Regions from separate parts of the Mus musculus genome. Here region 1 is linked to region 2. A link is a contact called in public HiChIP or PLAC-seq data. All regions are on one chromosome and are shown on one strand. The core of a region is the stretch at or near the end of the contact, and the rest is flanking DNA. Distances in the headings are between cores, read along the strand shown. Region 1 has its middle 8.1 kb from the start of Gm40057. Region 2 holds the start of 1700007F19Rik (RIKEN cDNA 1700007F19 gene).

Region 1 (3,727 bases), core at 154-2,653, 40 kb after region 2:
TCAGATTAAACTACCAAGATCTCACACAATGAGGAGAATACAACTCTTTAATGGAAAACTGAATGTTGGGATTCAGGATGGGTTGTGATAGACAAGAAATAACAAATAAACACTGCACAGGCCAGATAAGAAAAAAGAAGCATGTGCCAACCGATCAAGCTATTTTTTAGGTGATTAAGATAACAATTTTCTAATTTTCTTTTTTATTTATATTATGTATATGAGTATGCTGTCTTCAGACACATCTGAAGACGGCATCGGATCCCATCACAGATAATTGTGAGCCTCCATGCAGTTGCTGGGATTTGAACTCAGGACCTCTGGGAGAGAAGCAACCAGTGCTCTTAATTGCTGAGCCATCTCTCCTGCCTCTGTCAAACTATGCTTACATTTGATAATCATTCATTGGATTTCAAATGTTAATGCCCCCAATTAGGGAATATGTAGAGAAATGTAGAACAAAAATATTTTTCAATTACTAAGTCCAATAAGGAAGAGGGACAGAGGTGGGAATAATATCTCTAAAGAAAGTTCACAAACTAAGAATAATATATGATGTTCTTATAGCTAAAGGGGACATAATAAAGCCCATCAGGCCCTTACTCTGAGGATAGCGTTAATCCCTTAACAATCAGACTTGGAAGACTAAACCCACAGAATGTCTGCCTTAGATTTAATACAACACGTGCTGTCACTTATTTGCCAAACTGGTATATATGATGAGCAGACAATTAGAACACAGATATGCCCACTAAATGTGTGAATGAATGAATGAATGAGTGAGTGAGTGAATAGATAAACAAATATAATTTTAAAATGTTTAATGGTATTTATATATTGGCTTGTGGAAAAGACAACTATTTTAGCCTCCTGCTTTTGAGGTTTATATGACTTGTTTATTTTTGTTCAGCTCTACCTTCCACAGAGAGTTCATTTAGGACAGGATAAATTATGGCTGAAAGTGGCACAAATAAACGTGAAAACAGACAGTCATGTGACAAGAGAAATCTAGATTTAGAAATTCAACCTGGAGATTAAACTGCTGGAAATATTCTTAATGTATATTTTAGTGGTAAATTGTTGACATTCTTTCCGTGCTTCCCGACCTCAGCTATTCAATCTTCTCGGCTGTGGTTAAGGGAAAAATTCAGGAATAGATAACTTTAGAGAATTAGGGAGACAGTGCTTTGCCTGTGGTTAGGAAAAAAATGAGGAAATGAAGAGAAAGGGGAGAAGGAGGGAAGAAAGAAGACAAAGAAAAGAGAAGGAGAAAGAAGAGTGAGTTTCCGTTGCTTGGGATGAGCTGGTGAGAAGTCAAGGCCCAGAAGGTTCCTAAGAGGCTCCATCTTCTCCTTTGGCTGAGCCAGGGGAACACAGATCTGCAGTCAAGTAGCCCAGGCAACACAGCCTTAGTCATTTTATATAAACTGAAGCAAAGAAAAGCAAACTGCATGAGTGGGTGACGCATTTCTGATCATACTGCAATGTCTCAAAACTAGTAAAATCATCTTCAAATACAGCCTCAAAAGGACTTGTTTATCAGGATGTCACATTTATGGCCCAGATGAATTGCATTCAACTATCAACATTATAAAATTGATATACGGGCACTTAGATTGTGGTTTTTCTATTCAGGCCCCAAACTTAATAATACTACATCCCTTTTGCTTGGGAACTTTGAAACTGAGAGCTTTGGGAACTGTGGACATCATAGTCGCTGAGGAGACAGTTTTGTGTATCTCCTTTTATTTTTCCTTGGGACAAGAGGGTTAATTTTTTTTAATAGAATCTCTTTCGGTTTCCAACATGGCAGTAATCAACTAAAAAGACTTTGCCTGGGCCAGGACCTCTAATAAAATTACGAAGGAATCATTTGAACTGATCCCAGATGGAGAAGCTGTGATTTTTAAAGAACTGAAACTTTAAGATTCTTCAGTAATGTTTTGGTAAACTCATCAGGAAGCGCACATTTGTGAGGCTGGGGGACTGAGGTGAGGCTGACAGCCTCAATCCTGCAGAGGCCTCACTTCCACCCCACCCTGTGGAATCCAAAGAGAGAACCTCTATCAGAGCCAAGACCTGCCTTCAGGGCTGCCCACAGCCCTGTTCTGGGAAAGCCCTATAGAAAACAATCATTTTAAATAGATCATATTCAGTTTTATTAAAAACCAAAACAGCTGGGGCATTGATTTGCAAACTTTGTAATGGCCTTGGTATGTCTGATCGGGCCAAGATATTAAAAAGATATTTAAGGAGATGCAGTGAGTGCCTCCAGCCCAAGCTTTGGCATACTCAAACAGTGTCACGGTGCCTTGAGTAATTGTCTCCCTTTATGTTTCTCTATGCAAAGAAGGGGGGAGGGAACATTTATAACCGGATTTACTGTGACACATGTAGTATAAGGAAAGCCTGTGCCATTTGCCAGCACTCCTGGACAACCCGCCCCCTCCCAGTTGCTCAGCCATGTGTCCTAGGAATGATGTGAGCAGGCATTAAGTTGGTGGTAAAGGATTCTGGGATCTGAATGCTTTAACAGAAATGCCAGAAAGCTCAGGAGCTGTTGGCTTAGGGGAAGAAAGCAGCAGGAAGGTCTGATCAACAGCTAGGTATTCTTAAAGATGCTTTCACCCTGACCATGGAATAGACTGAGGTTGACTGTCTCACTGGGGCCAACAGCCTTGCTGAGACTTGCTCAGGCTTAGTTAGTGGAGCTTTCCATTGTCCTAGGCTTAGGTTCCTACCTTGCCATCCCCACTCCGCCCTACAAGTGCTCTCCGGTTTCTGTCTGCCTGCTGCAGCCTCACTCTTGGTCATCAGACTTTTGGCCTACAAGCTCTTAGCCACACAGGTTATTGGGCTATGAGAAAGCAGCTGCTGTTTGGCCATTCATGTTTCTAGTCTACTGCTTATTGTAAAACAAGTTTAAGTGCCTCTGCTCTTGGAATAAAAGCAACATTTATTGGACACCTACTATAGGGATGACTGCACAGGACACTGAAAAGCTAGACAAAATTGGCATGTGTGATGGGTCTTTGCCTTGAAAACTCTACAATCTAATTGAGATTTAGTGATCTCCTCTATGTCTGAGTAAACTTCAGTCAAGTTTCCTAAATTCTATATCCCTCAGTGCCTCCATAGAACAAATACTCTACAGAACTACTGGGAAATAATGGGTATAAAATGCTTAGAGCAGTATATGGTAATAAGAGCTAGTATATTGTGGCCAGTTTTGGGGCCCTTAGCAGTAGGATAGAGGGTAACAAAACCAATCATCTGTCATATTTTATATTAAAAGTTTTGAGTTCTTAGTGTGCCACAGAAGGTGGGCATTACTGTTGTGCATTCATTTTTTAAAAGATTTATTATTTTGTGTATATGAGTACACTGTAGCTGTCTTCAGACATACCAGAAGAGAGCATCTGACCCCATTACAGATGGTTGTGAACTACCATGTGGTTGCTGAGAATTGAACTCAGGGCCTCTGGAAGAGCAGTCAGTGCTCTTAACCACTGAGCCATCTCTCCAGCCTGTGCATTCATTTTTTTTAAAACACAGGGATCCTCTGCCAGGTTACTAACTCATGTAAGCTTTCCTCATTGACAGAGATTATAGTCAGTGCCAAAGCTCATGATTTTATAAAGTCAAATGAAATCTTAAATAGTACTTCTAAGATACTAGCGTATATATGGTAAAAATGATAGTCAGTGGATTTCCCAACAAGCCTTAT
Region 2 (3,468 bases), core at 590-3,089:
CCTGGCCCTCATTCCCGGAATTCTGTAATGAGGAAAGGATATTTATTACCTACATCTTGACATCTGTGGGCTGATGTCATTATCAGCTTCCAGTTATCATTATCAGCTTCCAGCATAATCATTTACATACTCAGTTACGCAGGATAATTTTTAGTGACAAATAGCACAGACCCAGTTGACAATAATTTGTGCTAGCTGACCCCGCCCTGGCAGACTCTGAGGAAGACGTGACGGTTTCATCCTCTTACAACTGCTCTGCTTTCTCTCACAGCTCTACATCTCCTGACAATTGCAATCTCACTTTCCCTGACTCCATACTTCACCTTCCTGTCTGTCCCCAGCACAGCCGGACCTTACCCTCCACCCTTGTCCGCTTACCTCAGTGTCTCTATGGTCAGAACAGCCAACCACAACAAGGCTTCCACTGGCAGGAAACAGTCTTCACACTCTTGGGATTTCCTATTATGTGATGTGCAACCTTTTCCAGAAACAATCGAACCTAAAAATAGAAACCGCCTGGATCCACCTTCATCTCAATACAATGACTCCGTGGCCGCTGTAACTGGCCTTGAAGCAGTGCCAGGCACTTTGAAATCCCGAGGCTCATCGGTGTGAATGAAGGAAGCGCTTCCAGGGACTCCCAAGCGAGGGGAGGCTGCTGTTTACTTATTCCCTAGTCTTTGTTATTTTGTTGGCCTTTGCCAGGAAAGCCTGGGTAGGAGGAAGGAAAGCAAGAAGGGGATCAGAGGGGTGCAGGAGATTAGCAAGCAGAATTGGTGACCCTGGGGGAAGAGACTAATTCCCAGAGGAATTAGGTGAGTTTTTGAAGGATGGGGTTGAACTGGAGAAGAGAGGGAAAGAGAAGCAGGTTGAAACTGGATTTTCAGCGGCCCACGTAGTTGGAGTGACTGGGCCTTCACAGCTGGATCATGGCTTCTGGAAATGGAGCAGGGAGGAGAATCAGTCCGTCTTCAAGTCACTACCAGGGTCAGCAGTTACTGTTTCTCTCTCACCATCCCCTGAGAAGTTCCCATTCTCTTCTGTGTGGAGGAGGAGACAGAGGAAGGGACAAAAACCTGGAGAGGGCAGAAGCACCTGCCCACCCATGTGAGACAAGACAAAAAGCAGAAGTTAATCAGCGTGCACCGGCCCCTCCATAAAGATCCCACCCCACTGGAGTGTGTGACCAACCTGGGAGAGAAACTGGGAGTTCTCAACAATGATGCTAAGAGCCATGACCTTGAAATTCAAAAGCAAATAGAGAAGAGATGAAGACCCAGGAGACCCGAGCTTGAAGTTATCCCAGGAGAAACAAGCTGAATATAAGGTCTTCCCAGACTCAGCTCAGAGTCAAACAGCCTGTCTTCTAACCCCATTTCCTCCCATCACCAGCTGGGAGACTTGGAAGTCGTCTTTCCTTTCCCTGAGCGGATACCCATTTCATTAGGTTCATTAGGTGAGGGTGACATGAGGTGGGAGCAAACAGCTCTATCTCCATACACCCCGTTAAGGGGCTTTGTGGGCAGAACCAAGACTCACCCAGAAAGATGTGGTCGGTAGAAAATAGCTTTTACACGAATCTAGGCCTGGATGGAGAAAGAAGACATGTTAAAAAACAAACAAACAGACAAACAAAAAAACAAAACAAAAAACCCAAACAAACAAAAACAACTGGCAACAGGGAAGGAGCCTGGTGCTTGTATACACGGTGCCTGGGGTACTCAAGAGGACGTGGGAAAGTTCTCCCCGTACAAGCATCCAGCAAATACAGGGAGATCAATAAAACCAAATTACCACCGTTTTGCAGCCTCCAAAGAAACAATGAAAGTTAACAGTGACCGTTATATCAGTTACTAATTTACTGCCTTTAAACCCTAAGTCCACCGTTTCAGTGCTCTGGGGTCATTCATTGAAGGAATTCGAAACACTTCTCCTTCCCAACGCGCATGATTTGACGCTTCATCAGTAGAGGGCGCTAAAGAGACACTACAGGAACAAGGGGCTTTTCACTTGGTTTTACTCCTGGTGTCTGACCTCCAGCAGTGCACATGTAGGCTCATCAGCCAGGCCATGTGCCATCAAGATCGCTACAGTGTACAGTCCTTCTCCCGGATCCTCTGCCTGGACTCAGAGACCCCTTGCCTTCACCCTTGTAACGTACCAGTTTTACACAGACCTCCTGACCACTTTCCATCTACAGCTGGCTGACAAGGCAGCAGGACTTTGTTTCTTAAAGCCCTCCAAGTGTGAATGCTTCACACGAGTCCTTACACTTCCTATTTGTGTATGGTAGGTAAACAGCCATAGCCTCAGCTCGCCTGTACCTTTTGCATCCTTCCCTTCTTGCATGGCAAGTATGAACATGCACCTACCAGATAGCCTAGTGTCCCCAGCTACTGGCTATTGTGCCTCACTCAAGCTTTTGCCTTCAACAATGTCAAAAGTCCGGCCTTAGGGAGAGCCCCTATTTCAGGGTTGTTTTTCTTTGCTATTCTCCCTCAGATATAGGGTGCCCTTCAGAAGCAACTTTACACCTCCACAGCTATTATTTTAATAATTCTGTATATTAAACTTCCGTTATTTTAAATTACTATATAATTTTCTGTTTCCCAAAGTAGGCCCAATGACATGGGTGGGGGGTGCGTGGTAACGTCATGGAGAGACAGGAAAATCATGTGGCCTTGCTGGAGGTCTAAAACATAGCAGTTCAAGTGTTCTGGACAAAATATCAAGCCTGATTCTTGTCCAGCCTTGGATCTGACCAAACGTTTGAGAGGAAAGGAACGCGTTAAATGACACCATCAGATACAGCCACCAGATCAAGGCTCAAGAAAACCTCATGAGAAGAACAATCAGAATTCTCCAGTGTGACAGAGGAGAGAATCTGCCTGCCATCTGTCTGTCTGTCCATCCATCTATTCATCTATCTACCCATCATTCGTCTGTCTATGGCTTTTTATCCAATTAGAATTAAAGACTCCATTGCACACTGATTCTGGTAAAAAAAAAATGGAGGCAAATGAATTTAACTGTCTGGATATTTGATAATATTAATTATCTTTTTTAAAAAAAATAAGAGTTAATGAAGGAAATATTTGTTGATATTATAAAAATTCTTTTTATGTTTATGTGTGAATGGTACATGGGAATTTTCTTCAAAATAATAGTTGTATGAGATACAAGTGGATGGGAGTCTGTACTGTCCAGGACTCAATAATACTGAAGCTAAGTGATGAATACATGTGTTATTAAGACCATTTTTTTTTCCACTTGAGGTAGAGTCTTACTGTATAATCCAAGCTGGCTCCCTGTGTGGCCCAATCTACGTCAGTCTTCTGAGCACTAGAATTTTATAGGTACCACCATTTTTAGCGTCATTTTTTAAAAAAAGTCTGCAAACTGTTAGAGAAAAGGCAACATAACTGAAACATGAACATAGGGTAAAGAGAAGCAACGAGAAAAGTCTAC

The links. HiChIP or PLAC-seq counts read pairs in DNA pulled down with a chosen protein or histone mark.
Region 1: a CTCF HiChIP or PLAC-seq map of the NIH/3T3 cell line shows a contact between it and region 2, with 21 read pairs. The contact joins the enhancer-like site here to the promoter of 1700007F19Rik in region 2. A contact is called at or near these places in 2 of 15 datasets of contacts at CTCF or cohesin (both in the NIH/3T3 cell line), 18 of 484 Hi-C or Micro-C datasets (the 3T3-L1 cell line, the C2C12 cell line, the HL-1 cell line and 5 more) and 4 of 115 datasets of contacts at active chromatin or transcription factors (astrocytes, embryonic fibroblasts, embryonic stem cells and 1 more).

The regions. Positions count from the first base shown.
Region 1 is chr3:58,201,923-58,205,649 of GRCm38.p6, forward strand. No RefSeq gene overlaps it. Among named protein-coding and RNA genes, the nearest start is that of Gm40057, 8.1 kb to the right of the region's middle. Within about 2 kb of position 1,404, at least 43 of the 459 cell types and tissues checked have an H3K27ac peak or open chromatin away from gene starts, as enhancers often do. A contact at or near this core is called in the C2C12 cell line, the HL-1 cell line, the NIH/3T3 cell line and 2 more, where this site is marked.
Region 2 is chr3:58,161,968-58,165,435 of GRCm38.p6, forward strand. 1700007F19Rik (RIKEN cDNA 1700007F19 gene) reads right to left here and starts at 1,840. Exons shown (of 6, transcript NR_040538.1): 1 at 1,795-1,840; 2 at 1,540-1,586; 3 at 379-499. It overlaps Gm40056 (a long non-coding RNA gene), which reads left to right. Exons shown (of 6, transcript XR_003954487.1): 5 at 272-2,289.